2 separate regions of the Mus musculus genome follow, and region 2 is linked to region 1. Evidence: chromatin contacts called from public Hi-C data. All regions are on one chromosome and are shown on one strand. The core of a region is the stretch at or near the end of the contact, and the rest is flanking DNA. Distances in the headings are between cores, read along the strand shown. Region 1 holds the start of Tbc1d5 (TBC1 domain family, member 5). Region 2 has its middle 150 kb from the start of Gm27217.

The links. Hi-C and Micro-C count contacts between places; a contact is called where the count stands out from the background.
Region 2: a contact with region 1 is called in a Hi-C map of Th1 cells, with 3 times the contacts expected there. The contact joins the enhancer-like site here to the promoter of Tbc1d5 in region 1. A contact is called at or near these places in 6 of 39 promoter capture datasets (the C10 cell line, cranial neural crest, frontonasal cranial neural crest and 3 more), 1 of 15 datasets of contacts at CTCF or cohesin (pro-B cells), 1 of 484 Hi-C or Micro-C datasets (Th1 cells), 3 of 115 datasets of contacts at active chromatin or transcription factors (astrocytes, large pre-B cells and memory CD8 T cells) and 1 of 9 other capture datasets (embryonic trunk).

What each region holds. Positions count from the first base shown.
Region 1 is chr17:51,178,083-51,185,536 of GRCm38.p6, reverse strand. It overlaps Tbc1d5 (TBC1 domain family, member 5), which reads left to right and starts at 6,185. Exons shown (of 22, transcript NM_028162.4): 1 at 6,185-6,437.
Region 2 is chr17:52,451,977-52,459,733 of GRCm38.p6, reverse strand. No RefSeq gene overlaps it. Among named protein-coding and RNA genes, the nearest start is that of Gm27217, 150 kb to the left of the region's middle. Within about 2 kb of position 3,888, at least 13 of the 459 cell types and tissues checked have an H3K27ac peak or open chromatin away from gene starts, as enhancers often do. A contact at or near this core is called in Th1 cells, where this site is marked.

The sequences.
Region 1 (7,454 bases), core at 4,936-7,435:
CATCTTCTATCATAGAACTTCATACTACCCCCAACTAGATCATAACTAGTTTAGTTTAGTAATATAGTCTGTGTTACTAAAACATATTAACTTGGCTTTTGTGGGATGTCTTGCTTAAGCCAGAAGAATGTAAGCAGAAATGATAGCGTGAATTCTGAGACAAAGCCTTAAGAAACACAGGCTCTCTTTGTCCTCTGTATGTCTGTTGTCTGCCATGAGTAGAATACAAATATGCTGCATGTGGCTGTGTAGAGGTTTGAATGAGATGTGCCCTGTAAATCTGCACCATTTGGATACTTGGTCTCCAGTCTGGTGGCTGTTTGGGAAGGACTAACAAGTGTAGTCTGTTGGAGGAGGGATTGAGGTTTTAAAAAGCTACTACCATCCCCAGTAAGCTTTATTTGCTTCCTGCTTGCCATGTGAGATGGAAGCTCTCAGCTGTTCTTGCCACCATGCTTCCTTCTGTCTTCATGGACTTTAATCCACTGGAAGTAAAAAACCAAAATAAGCTTTGCCTTCTATAAATTGCCTTGATCATGGTGATTAATCACAGACATAGAAAAGTGACTGAAGCAAGTTGTTCCTCCCAGAATGTATGTGGGAAACAAAAGGAAGACATGCAGAGCAGACCTGAGCTCAATCAAAAGTCTAAAGTCCAGTGGAGCCAATTTTGGCCCAGCCAATCCAACCTATAGGTCCCAAGAGAAGAAAATAAGTAAGTGTTTGTCTTTCATTGAGATATTGGGGTTGATGGTTATACATCATTCTTGGGGCAGTAGCTAATTGATATCATTCACATCATTGGTTTCTATGCACCTGTCTTCCTTTGTGTCTGTGGAGGGTTTTTAACTGGTCATTCAAATGGGTAGAATCGACTGAATGTGCCAAAGACCAAATAAGACATCTATGCTATACATTTCCAAGGGTACAAAAAAATACTACTGTCTTCAGTATTAATATTTCAGCCACCTTTTGAAAATGATTTCCTCATAGATACTAGCTGAATAAATTGCCAATAGTACTGAGGCCCAACTACTGGGGTTAATGTGTTGGAGCCTTTCTATTCCTATGGAAAGGACTCCGACAATAGATTTTCATCCTTTTATGCCATATTGAAAAGTATTGAACTACTTCAATCATTCCATAATCTACTGAAGATTCTTTATGTTAATATTCTACATATTCACACCTTATGCACATGTGTTTATATCACTGGCAGACAGATTTGAGGACAGCTTCTAATTTTCTTGTGTCTTGACAATACATGGCCATATAATAATACTCTCTTCTTAAGTCATGCTTTTCCAACCAAGAACATGTAATGGTGAGCAGAATTTCATGTCCATGATTATATTCTATGTCTTTTGTCATTTCTGGTCTCTCTCTCTCTCTCTCTCTCCCCCCCCCCATCTTTCTTTGTCTTTCTGTGCCCTGTTTTAATGCAACAAGCTTCTTTGTGGTAAGGTTCAAATGGCAAGATCTGTGAGCAGCCTCTAGTTCACAGTCAGTTAGAGATTGAGGCTCCTGAGTGTAAAACTGTCAAGTGACTCACTTTTGCCACCTTCAAACACAGATAGATAGCAACCCCAGTTAACAACTTAATTACAAACCTGCAGAGACACCTGGAAGCAAAGAACCTAGTTATACCATGTACTGTTCACTTACAGAGGTAGTGGATTTAGAAATGTATGCTGTCTTAAGTTGTTAAATTCGTGTTACTCTGGTACTTTTCATCACATAATACTCTGTTTAATCAAGTAGCAAGGTGATAGTTTCTATAATGTGATACACATTTATTCGCTTTTAGTCATTTATTGATCTAAACAACTTAGATGACCTAGTGGAAGGATTGTTTGAGTCCAGCCTAGGCCATATCAAAAACCAACCAACTAACCAGCTAACCAACCAATTCTATCAAATACAAAAAATTTCTTAAAGTGCTAAAACTCTGGAGATAAATAAGATACATTGTTTGTCTTTGAAAAGCCCATAGAATGTGAGACTTTTTAGGCAGCCATTCAAAACAGAATGGGGAAAACATTTCAACAAAGACAGGAGCTGACAATTTGAACTGTGTTGCTTATAACAATGTAAAATACTTTGGAGTATTTAAGTGTAACATTTAACATTAGGTATCTATAAACTCAACATAATTTCTTCTTTGAAAAAATGCATTTTTTATGCTATAAAAGAAAATCTAGACAGTTTTACATTATTAAGATTCTGCACCTAGCAACTTATTTACCAAAATATAATGCCTTATATATTGTATTTGGCTTTAATGAAAGCTTTAAAATTTAGTGGCTTAAATAAGTCATGCACTTATCTCTCTAATAGAAGTCAGAGCAGAGAGTCAATGTTGGATAGATAGGTTTTCATGAAGCAATCCAGAGACCCAGCAACTATGTTTAGTTGCTCTGCTAGGCTGTTCATCCTGGGAGCTAGGTCACTATGTCTGTATTTCTGGAACGAAGTGCACAGCAGGAATAGAATGGGAGAAACATTGTAGGGTGGACATTTTTTTTTTAAAGCAAGTAATATAGAAAATGAACACATTGCTCCCTCTAGCATTCCCTGGATGAAAATGGAGTCACATGGCCACACCCAGCCACAAGGGGGAATAGAAAATGTAGCCTCCAGATGGATGGCTGTGTTCCCAGCTGAAACTCAATTCCAATGGAAGATGAGAAAAATAGATTTGGAAGAGAGGAGGAGCCAGAAGTCTATCACGCATAGGTATGCAGACACTACATACAAATTGATTTCTGGTTTCAGCATCTTTATTTTCATTTTCTTGGTAGGCATTCTAAAAAATAATGTCAATTTTATTTGCTATGACTAGAATGAGAGTTAAGATGTCTCTAGAGCCAAACCTTCGTCCTGTAGCTGCAGTGTGAGGGTGGGGCAGAGGATGAGATGAGGGTGTTTCGCCTCAGCTCCTCAGAGGAGGAAGAAAACCACGAGGGAGGAAACTGAGTGTACCAGATTTTATTGTAAAAACAGCAACAATGATAAAAGATTGAAAAAGAGAAAACTACAATCCTCTCACTTTCCAGTCGACAACGCCATACCACAGGACTTACATTTTATTACCACGTTAGGCCGCCTTAGGTGGGTGGAGTTGAATGTTCATAAAGACAGAGGCTTAGACAGCAGGTGGTGGGTGGCACATACCTTTAATCTCAACACTCTGATTCGGAGAGGCATGCAGGTCTCTATGAGTTTGAGGCCAGCGTGGTCGACAGAGTGAGTTCCAAGACAGCCAGTACTACACAGAGAAACCCTGTCTCAAAAAACCTAAAACCACCACCACAAAAAGAAAAGAAAAGAAAAGAAAAGAAAAGAAAAGAAAAGAAAAGAAAAGAAAGCCAGTTATAGTCAAGGGCTGGCCCTTGTGCTTCCAGTTGTGTCACCCAAGACAAAGAGTTCATTTAGATATTGCCACATTTATAACAATGCTGGGATGCTGTAACTCTTGAATTGTATTACAAGTAGCATAAGTGAATCCTATGGAATTCATCAGTTCAGTTTGTTTTTCTAAGGTTACTTTAAAACAAAACAAAACATTGGGAGACTGAACCTAAGGGGTTATTCTCCACCTTGTCGTAGTGCTCTATAGACTGAGCTCTTATAGACAGACTGTTTCTGAGGGGAGAAAGAACAAGTAGGAGAGAACTGGTTCCTTTGTTAAGTTACTGTTGTGATCTAAAGGATAGTGGAGCTGCATTTAGTGGGGTCAGGTGGGCCTGCCCATCTTGGAACAACCAGGACGCAGGTTGTGGGGAATGACTGGGCTGTTTCTCATATCTTCTTGCATTTTTGGTCACATAATATACTAGGCAAGCAGGGACCTAGCTGACTCTTCCTAGCATTTAAGTCCCCATCAAGACAGCGAACTAACTCTCAGGCCTGGAGACCTAATATTCTAGCTGGATTGGGCCATTCACTTGGCCAGAGGGCTGCCTGTAGAAGGGTGGACTCACCTTAAGTTAGAGAGATAGGTGGGGTTAATTATCTTTTCAATGAAATCCTGTCCTTTTTCCTACCTAGAATCCCAATCCCCTGTATAGGCTGCAGCTGTGTAGCTAGTTAAGTCAGACTACTTTTAGAATTTTTTCTGTCTCTTCCTAATCTTGTTTTCCTTAACACTCTGGGTTTTCTTTCTTTCTTTCTTTCTTTCTACCTCTCTCTCTCTCTCTCTCTCTCTCTCTCTCTCTCTCTCTCTCTCTCTCTCCCTCCCTCCCTCCCTCCCTCCCTCCCTCCCTCCCTCCCTCCCTCCCTCCCTCCCTCCCTCCCTCCCTCCCTCCCTTCTTTCTTTCTTTCTTTCTTTCTTTCTTTCTTTCTTTCTTTCTTTCTTTCTGTAAAGTCTCCTTCCATACCATGCAGTTGGTGGTTGGCCGTGTAGCTACCCTCTGTGCCAGCTTCAATGGTGTCTTAGGAGGCACCATGACCACGTCAACTCTTTGAAAAGAAAATAATAATTGGCAGCTTGCTTACAGTGTCAGTTTAGTCCATTATCATCATGGTGAGGAACCTGGAGACATGCAGGTAGACATGGTGCTGGAGAAGCAGCTGAAAACTACTCCTGATCTGTAGGCTGAGAGACTGGGCCCACTATGAGCTTTTGAGGTTTCAAAAGCTCACTTCCTTTGACAAGGCCACACCTTCAAATCCTTCTATCACTCTACTCTCTGGTGACTAACCATTCGAACACATGAGCCTACGGGGGCGATTTTTATTTAATCACCACAAATGGTATGGCTGCTTTCTGTCTTCTTTTATCCATCTCTGAGAAGCAGCTGAGCTTTATAGTCTTCAGAGATGTTCTTTTCATCTCTAATGAAATTGCCCTTCGGTCCCTTCTTAAATTATGCTATTTATGAGACTAAGCGTCCCAAGAGGGGATAGAGATTTCTCCTGTCATTTGGTGACCACACTGAAGGACCTCTACAGTCCCAGTAACACCAGCATAGTCAGTACTTCAGGAAGGAGATGAGGGTCTGCGGTGAGATATTTCGGTGCCGGAGAACAAAGTCCACTATACATTGTAGAATACCAGTCATGTGGCTGACTGCTGTATTGCTAGCTGGGAGAGCAATATCCAAATACAGCATGATGCATCTTCCTATTTCTTAGGATTCTGTTCATGAGACTAATGTAATCATGAGTTTAGCCAGAACTTTTAATAGCTTACTCTATTCAACCTGTTCAATTTCTGCTACAGTGAGAAGGGCATTAGAAAAAAGAGAATCACTGTGTTAAGTGTGGTATGCCTTCCTTGGAAGCTAGCTAACTTTCTGACCTCTGTTTTGGTTTCCATAATCTGAACATAACAACTGATTTTTTTTTTTTTTGCGCTATTTGTAAAGACAGATTAATAAGAGATCTCTCTTTCTCTCTCTCCAACTCAGATGAGCTATTTACCACTTTCTTATTGAAGAAGAAAATACCAGCCTCCCATTGCTGGAGGTTAAATGCAACTTTAAGTCAGGATTAAGCAGGGGCATAGGGCGGTAAAACCAGGGTCTAGTCATTTGCCAAAATTGTCATTCATTAGATTAACTATCTAATGACTAGTCATTAGTCTAGATTCGAGGTCTGAGAAGATAAAACCTGTGTGTTTTTACAGGTGTGGGGTTGCTAAAAAAACAAAACAAAAAACAGCACCTCTCTGGATTCATACAAAGAAGGTCTTCACAAAGAGGTAGTGAGTCCCTACAAAATTGGGTGGCACGACCTATCTGTCATCAGTCTGTACAGCTGTAGACCAAGGATGAAGGGAAGGCCATTTACAGGAGACAAGGAAATTGTGCGATCCGAGGCAGGAGTGCCAGATTCTTAGGACGTTCCCAGGCCTGACTTATCTCCTCGATGCCAGTCCCACCCTGGGAAGCTGGTGGCAAGTGGGGGACCTCGGGTTGTGGCAGAAGGCCGGCTCCCACTGTAGGGAGGCCCCGCGCGCATGCGCATCGGCATGGCCCAGGCAGCTCCATTGGTCTCGGGCGTCCCCTTTTCCCTCTTCACCCCGACCTATCCCCCAAGACACCAGGCTCCCAGAGCGCGGGTCACCCGCGGCTCACCCGCTGGCTCGTCCCAGGCCCGGGCGCGCGCCTGCGCACGGGTCCCCGGGCGCGCGGGGTTACTAGAGGTGGAGCGCCGGGAGGGCGCGCAGCAGGAGGCGGACGCCGTTACGGAGGGAGCGTGGTCACGTGGCCGCTGGTCACCGCCGCCACCTCCCGCCCCATTCTCTTGCTGGTCGGGCCAGGCCCGGCGTGTTCCACGAGAGCCCGGCAGACTGACGGGGAGAGAGAGAGAGAGAGCGAGAGAGCGAGATAAAGAGAGGAGAGAGACAGAGAGACTGACAGAGAGAGAGAGAGAGAGAAAGGAGGGGAGGAGGATTCAGGGAATAGGAGCTGGGGAGCCCTGCTGCGCTACAGGTAAAAAAATAACATAACGATGCTAACGGTGAAAAAGCGCCTCGCCTCCCCCGTCAGCCTCCCCGGGCAGCTGCACAGCCGTCGCTCCCTCCCCGGCCTCCCCTCAGCCTCGCTGGGCCCCGTCCCGCCGCCAGGGAAGGCCCGAGCCGCCGGCCGCGGCTTGCGCGCGGGCTGGGAAGGGAGGCGGGCTGGGGCTCGGTCCGCTGCGGGCCGGCGGGCGAGCGGGCGGAAGGGCGAGCGCGCACACGGGCGAGGCAGCCTCTCTCAGCCCGCTCGTCCCAGTCCCCGTCCCCGTTCGGTCCTCGCTCCCGGACGAGCTCGGGAAGCAGCTACCGGGCATTGCCGAGCTGCTCAGCCAGCTCTACTTCCTCTTTGGCCGGTTCCCTGTTTCTTTCAGCCCTGGGCTGCACGTTTCCTTCCCAGGCCGGAAGTCAGGCGGCTGGAGCCCGGAGCCGAGCAGCCTCGGAGGAGAGAAACCCTCTCCTGCCTTAATTTGCCTTAGTGCTACTTAAGTTAGTCACGCCGGCATCTGTCAGTTCGAGGCCTGGCAGGACCCGAGGAGAACGACTTGGGAGAGTTCCCCCTGCCCCCTCTGTTTTCCTGGAAATGTACTGTTCTTCCAATACATTCTGTGCAGATATGCGACCTAGAGTTTGGTCACTCCTAGTTACTAATAGTTTCAGGACGACTTACTAACCAATTCAGCGCTTGAGAATGGTAACAGCTTTTGAAGGTTACATCTTTTATAACCCTTCAACTTCCACCCCCCCCCCCCCATCACTTTCTGCAGAGTCCCCATTTCTCAATTCTGAACTGGACTGAAACTTTACTATGCAGGTTACATGCTAAACTGCCTGAGGTGGATTGTGCTGAAATGCTAGGGCTTTTGTACGCGTAGTCCATCACAGTGTAGTCCACAAACCACCTCTTATTAGTGTGCTGTGGCACAGGATGCACTATTGGAAAAGAACTCTTGGAATACAGTGGGAAAGAAACTCACTTTTCCGTTATGCGTCT
Region 2 (7,757 bases), core at 2,639-5,138, 1.3 Mb before region 1:
CTTATTTCCTGATGACAGAGTTGACCAATTCATTTGCTTTGAGAGCTGTATAGAAGTCACACTGATTTTTTTTTTTCAAACTAAAAATTTGTTCCCTCCTAATGTTTAGAATTCTAGGGGAATTCCGTGTCATTTCTACTGTATGAATAAAGCATTAAGCAATTGAACTGCCTCATAATCCCTGTCACTACTGCAGCCGCTTGGTTCAAGCGACTCCTTCACCGACTGCCTATGTGTCTCTTCCAGGGTCCCCAGGGAGACTAGAATTGGTCTCTCTTGCGCTTGTCCTAAGCAGGAGCTGCTGCTTCTGATTTCTCCATGAGAAATGATTACCGCTTGTTTCAAAACACCCATGCTGTGTTGAATCCTGCACAGAAAACATTTTGATCTCGACACTTTCCTTCTCATAACTGAAGCACACACTTTAAGATGAGTATTTTATATTCTTAGCTCCAATTAACCTGAAGTGTTTCTCTTTCCGATGTCTCCCCCCCCCAACCCCCACCCAGTTGACTAAGTCTGTCTTTCTACCCCTTTGTAATAGATTCCTCCGCAGGAGGGGATGCATGTTATAATTTGCTACAATTAATAGGAGTGGAAAGGGCATGTTATAGATAAACTGCTTTACCTTCTGCCTGCTGTGTTTTCTACTTTTCATTCCTTTTCCTCCACCTGCAATGACTGGTTATCTGAAAGAAGGGACATGGGTAAGAGAAAATAAAGCAACCATTAGTCTCTCCTGTTTCACCCCTTCGTAGCCCCACCCATCCGTCCATATGTGGCTTTCTCATTCATTCCAGTAATAATACCAATTACTATGCAGGCAGGCCATTCTTATTCACATTTGCAGCTCGCTGTGGACATTTATGCTTCACTCTGAGCAACACTCACATCTTCAACAACATCGATTATACAGCTGTTGTACAGTCGTTGTAAATGAAATATACAATGCCCGGTTCAGCTCTTGGAATCCTTTATAGCGGTGGGATGTGGGGCAGGAGAGCCCTTCCTTGCTCTGTTTCTCTCTGGTGCTGGCTTCCTTTTCTAACACCTGACACTTGCAGGTAAAGAGGCTAAGCAAGGAGGACAAGATAGCCCAGATCAGAGCAGTTCTCTTCTCTTCTCACAGAGGAAACATTGGAATGTAGGCTTGGTGGGCGAATGGGTCTGTGAGATCTCAGCACCATGGGGAATTTCTAGAACCTTGTCTCTGCCTTTCCCCTCTTCCCTGACTCTCTCTCTCTCTCTCTCTCTCTCTCTCTCTCTCTCTCTCTCTCTCTCTCCTCTCTTTTTCCCTCTCTCCACATCAGGTTATATGTTTTGACTTAAATGAATGTGTTATGCATTGTATTTAATTTCTCCCATGATTTTTCTCACCTCAATATGCCTTCCCAGAGGGATTAAGGCCTTGAATCCTTCTGTCCCTGTTTTCTCTGGTTTGGTCTTCAAGCCCTCAAACTCAAATGAGCAGGATTGTCGTGCATGTGACTTTTCAAACTTACCTATTCACCCATGAGTGCCATATACCATCATTGGAAACCAGATTTTCCCATTCTCTAGACATAACAGTAAATATCTTAAGGAAGGCCCTAGAAAGGACACAGATAACACATCTGAGACTTGTAAAAATACTAGGTGGTTTTCTTTATATAACTTGGATTGTTCTCTTAGACTTTTTGTTGTTGTGGTTATTGTTATTTCAATTTGCAATGTTTTTTTTTTTCGTTGTTTCTTTTTTTGGGGGTTGTTTGTTTTGTTGTTGTTGTTTTTTGTTTTGCAAAGGCTCTATTCAATGCTATTTAATATGAATTCCTTTGTTCATATTTTAACATCTAGGGAACCAGAAACTATCTTACTATTCATGAAATTTTGAGAATCACTCTCAGCAAGATGAGTGACTGAACAACAGGAGCCTTTTGAATGACAATGGTCCTTAGCATTATGGCTAAGTGGGGAACAAATACCAGTCTTTCTGTTTGAAATTTCTCCAGTGGCATCTTCTGATATGCTCAGTACCTTATAATATGAAAGTACCAGCATGAGAATTCTTTTTGCAAGCCTGAAACTTAGAAGAGATGGGGGTCACTCATCAAAGAAATGAAACATCTCACACCCTGAACTGTGTGTTGGAAACAGCTGAAAAGCAACTGAGGTTTGTTTGTTTGTTTTTTTATATTATATCTTTATTTATTTTTATTGTATAAATGTTTTGTCTGCTTGTATGTTTGCTTACTATGTGTGTGCCTGTTCCATGTGGAGGTCAGAAGACACATCAGAATCCTTGGGACAGGAATTACATGCAGCTGTGATCTACTGTACAGGTACAAGCAACCAATTGAATCTGGGTCCTCTGTAAGAATAGTCAGTTCTTAACCTTTGAGCCATATCTCCAGCTCCCACCTCAGACATTATTTTAAAGATTTATTTGTGTGTGTGTGTGTGTGTGTGTGTGTGTGTGTGTGTGTGTCCAGGTACACATAAAGACCAGAAAGAAGTTGAATTTCCTAGAGCTGGAGTTACAGGCAGTTGTTCACCATAAGACATGTGCACTGAGAACTGAACTCCACCTCCTAACCACTGAGCTATATCCCCCCTCCTGCACTCATGTGTTTGTTTTGGTACATGTGTCTATGGGTGAGTATATGCACCTTTGAATGGGTATGGACCCATATGCCTCCATATATATGTGGAGGTCTGACAGTGAAGTCTTCCTTTACATTATTTATTGAGACAGGGATGAAAGGAAAAGTGTTAGCTTGGACCCCAAAGACCAAGTTCTCAGTATAAGGAAAATGTATTGTTCCAGAGGGACAGAAGGCAGGGATAAGGAGCAAGGACAGGAAGAGAGAAAGAGGGAGTGGAAAAGGGGACAAAGGAGAGGGGAGGAAAGGGGCAAGGGAGAAGGACAAAGGATTGCCTCTTGAGAGAGAGGAGACAGAGGTGGCACATAGGAAAGTGGCAGCTTATAAAGGGGAGACCTCGTGTTAGGACAAGGTGTTTAATTTTAATTGTGTATGTTAATTAGGTGAACCAAAGAGGGCTGATTGCCAGTCTTCAGTACTTTGATAGCTGGACCTTGGTAATCAGCCAGAGAAGGAGGGATTGGTACAACTAATGGGATAGACCTTGGGGGCTAGCTTCACATATGTAATCTAACAATTTTTAGCAAGGCAGAGAGAATTGGGCAAAAGGGTAAGTAAGGCCTGCCAGAGGCATGCTCGCCACACTCAAGCTGGCCAGAGTCCCTTCAAGGGCCTCTCAAATGAAAGGAGAGCTCACATGCAGGGCTGGTTTGGCTAGCCATCTTGCATGGGCATGCTCTTTGAGTATGTGAGTATAAAGACCTGGGATTACAGGCAGGCCTTTATACTCACATGAAACTTACATTCATTCTTGGGGTCTGAACTTTTATCCTCATATTGTGCAGCAAATCTTGTATCCACCGAATTATCTGCCTGGCCCCAACTCGTCATATTTTTAAGACACAATATGAGAAACACTGAAGAAACTAAAAGCAAATTATTTCACCTGTTTCCTTTCACCATTTCTCAGAGCAAGCAATGATACACACACACACACACACACACACACACACACACACACAAAGTAATTCTGAAAGCGAGCCCTCAGTAATGACAGGACGTCAGCTTGTAAGTGATTAGGAGGCACTCTGTCATAGATTAGTGAACAACTAGTTTTTCTTTCTCATAGCCTTTTCTGGTATCTTAGGTACTCTTTTGGTCTTAATAGACATCAGAGGAGATAAGTGTTCTCACTGACAGCTTAGAGACAAAGGACATGAAGATCCACCTCCCTAACCCCAGTCATTTGTCAAAGGATAAGTAACATATCTGAGTGGTGGTGCAGAAACCTCAACCCAGATACTTTTACCTCTGTAGTATATGCTTACTGTGAGCCAGTCTGGCCTGCAGAAAGAAATTACTAACCCTAGACATGTGTTATCTGTGGTTACATACATTTAAAATCGAGACTCTTTAGGTAAGATCTAGCCACAGTAGATCCCAGGCTCTTCTCCTAGAGCCTCTCTCTCTGAACCTGCGGAAGTGGGACTTTCCCTTCACAAGGCATGGCCAGGTATTTATCCCTGGCCTGATTCCTGCATGGGTGCTCACCTCTCAGGTTCCCATAGGATTTGGTGTCAGTCTGTGTGCTGTGTTTTCTGTGATGCTGTAGAACCCTGGGAACCCACCCTGAATACTCCATTTTTACCCATGCTCAGGAGTATGTCAGTCTCTGTCCCTAAGTCATAAAATAGATCTCTGGTATAGTCCTGATGTCAGGGTATGGGTTGATCAGAGAAGTACTTTCAACACCGAACACATGGAGCAGAAGCTTACCAGTGGGGGTTCTGTATAAAGCTGGGAAGCTGATGAAGAGTTCATGTAGGTCTATTGATTTTTTATGTAGTTCAGATCATGGCTTCAGCAAGATTTGTCTTTAAGGAAAAAAAAAAAGAAATCTGGTATGAATAGGAGCAGGTAAGAGTATATTGGAGCCCCTGGGTTGTACTGAGTTTGGCCTAATGATGCTTCTATTCTAATGTTAATTTGGGTCCCCCAAATTGCTTACATATGACAGTTCCAATATAAGACACTGAGGTACCCTGATCCCAGTTGATTCTGATTGGTAATAAAGCTGCTCACTGCCAATGGCTAGGCAGGGCAGACAGAGGCAGGATTAGAGTATTCCCAGGCTTGGGACAGGAATGAGGGGAGAAGAAGAGGAGATCTGCCATGCAGGGAGAGTGGAGGAGAGGGGAGACACTATGCCTGAGAATAGTGGAGGACAGAGATATAGCCAGTATGCGATAGAACCTAGAGAGCATGGTCCAGTTAGGCAGCCTTCTGGGTCCAGGGCAGCCAAGATAGAATATAGAGTTTAGTAGGTAATAGCTTGGGTGGATTAACCACAGAGAGGTTAGGCAGTGGCCCAGCTATTGAGCTGATTAAGGCATATCAAAATATAAAGGCTGTGTGTGTTTCTTTCATTTGGGAAGACAAACCATTGGGGTAGGTAGCAGGAACCTTCCCTCCACTGGGATTTTTAAAAATATTTAATACAACACTGGGTGTTTTTGAAGCTCACCTTGTTCAGTTTTGGGCCACAGGAAAAGCTTCTTATTACAAAGTTAGATGGGATCCTGGCTCACAGAAAGCTGAAGAAGGAGGCGTGGCTGGAGTAGGATGAGTGCCACCTGGATGCTTCCCTACACTGACCAACACACTAGCACACCCAAAACAGGAGGTCTTCATCGCCAAGGCCCAACAGCTGTCCTGAAAGAGCAACTATGATCGTTTCACTCTGCCCTCTATGCCAATATAAAACTTTATTTTGGTTGACAATATCATGGAGCCATGCATGGACATGAATTCTGGTAGACATATTTTGATTTAGTTAAACCATTATAACACAAAGGCACAGGAACCAAAATCAGGAAATGAAATGCAAACTCCACAGCTCTTGAGTATGCATCATCACCTTCTACCAGAAAGATTAGAACTGAGCAAACATTTTTGTTTGCTTTTTGATAAGACCTGGAGGAATCCAGGGCACCTGAGTCCCTGAGATGCCCGTACTCCATGCTTCCTATTTTCACATAATCAATCAGAAGCTTCATTGTGCAAGTTCAGCTTCCACCTTGACTATCATGGAGTATGAGAATCTTATCTTCCTGGCTCAGTCCCACCTTAGCTATTTATTTTAGTGCTCAAGTGTACTGCTTTATCTGAATTCCAGTTTCTCACCCGCTAAAAGTAGGATCAGAGATCCAGAAACTCTGGCATGACTTTTGCCATAGCTGTGCCAGTTGACGACATAGCCTTGGCCTCGAGGCCCCTGAGAAAATCACCTACTTGTCTAAGTCTTCTGCTGTTTGTAGCACTAGTCTTATGTATACTGTTTGTTGGCTCATGGAAATTGCACACCAATTCTGACATGCTTCTACACATTCTATAGGGCAGGTAAAAAGCAGAACCAGTAATCAGAGATTACTATTCTCAGAGATGCTTGTATCTTTCATGGCCTATCTCACTTATGGTGTGCTGTGAAGATGGCACACCTCTCATAGCTAACCTTCCTCAAGCATATTCACAGGGTAATTAAGTGACTGCTTATCCCCACTCGCTGTATAAATACCAGTCTAGGTCAATAGTCAATTATATACTTCTGTTTTTACAATAAAATTGGCCATAGGTATCTCCTGCTGCTGTAACTCACTTGAGAGCTATTTTAATGTATCTGAGTTAGCTTAATAACTTGAGACTCTAAAGAGAAAGAAGTGTCAATCTTCTTTATGTTGATCTCATTGGTCCCTTATGCAAAAATCACCCAACCATTTCCAGTTTACATTACTGGTACAGAGTTAAAATAAAAAGCTCAAAACAAAGCAAAACCTCTCCCTTGCCCCTCTCCACCTATGTCAAGTAAAAGAACTTGTCCCCAGGTCATAAGAGTGGGAAAGCTGGCCCCATCTCTTACCACCTGCAACACTTGGAAGAGCTAACCCTGCTACTTTTCTGCTGTTAAGTCGTGTGTATGAAGGAAAAAAAATGCCTTCCCCCCACCCTTACCATGCTCCATACCACCTGCTACAGGTTATAGAGCTGGCCCTGTGGTCACGAGAACAGGAGACCTGTCATTGGATAAACTAGCCAAAGCAATGGTAGAGAGCTTCCCTGGTGCTGTGGGTACAGGAAAACTGGCACAACTACTACCCAGGCCCAAATCCAGGGCTTTGAGTTGATTCACTCCAACATCTGTCTCATCTATGAACCGCTGGAGAGTATGAAGAGACTGGTCCTACAGATCCAAAGCTACAGGATCACCATGAAACAGAGCATCAGCAGGATATCTGAGAGGAATCCCAGTGAAGATCCAGTACTGATATAGTATAAGAAGCCAGAGGCCTCGATCCAGACCAATGACTCATTGCAACATATATTTGCATGTAAAGAAACATAGACAAAGTGGATATTTTGGGACACACTAGCACAAATTACAGTTTCCACAACAAGATTTTTTTTTCCTTTGAAGGGAGGTTGCAAGGGTGGAGAGCAGATGAGAAGGGACAGGGAAATGAGTGGCAGTGGGGAGCATGAGGTGAAATCAAAACAGAATCAATAAAAAGTTAAATAAAAGCAAACAGAAAAAAAAACAATACAATAGGTGGCTGGAAAGACTGCTCAGTGGTTAAGAGTATAGGCTGCTCTTTCAGAGGAAGAGTGACTCGTAGCATGCACATGACAACTCATATCTGTAAATACAGTTCCAGGGGATCTTACTCCCTCTTCTGGTCTCCATGGATACCAGGCACACGAGTGATGTGCAGATCTATGCGCATGCAAAACATTTACACACATTAAATTACAAAATATTAGCCAAAATTTGCCCTAAAGTGCTTCGAAGGGATAAGACTGAGGGACAGGCAGAGAGGAGAAAGTACTCATGGGTAAGCAGTCAAGCGGTCCACTCCACATCATTGCTGCTCATTCCAATAGACTTTCTGGAAGATCACATATTGTATTGCAGACCTACCTACATAAGTGATTGAAGAAGGGTCCACTAATTAAGTCCCACTGCTGGGCTATGTGTACTTGGGATCTGAGTGGGAAACTTGTGTGTAGGTGATTACTGCAGCAATGACTGGGGGATGGGGAGTGTGAAGTAAGGTATAGCAGCTTATCATGTGGGTCATGAAGGTCTGACACATCCCACCAACTGCAAACCTTAGCTGTGTT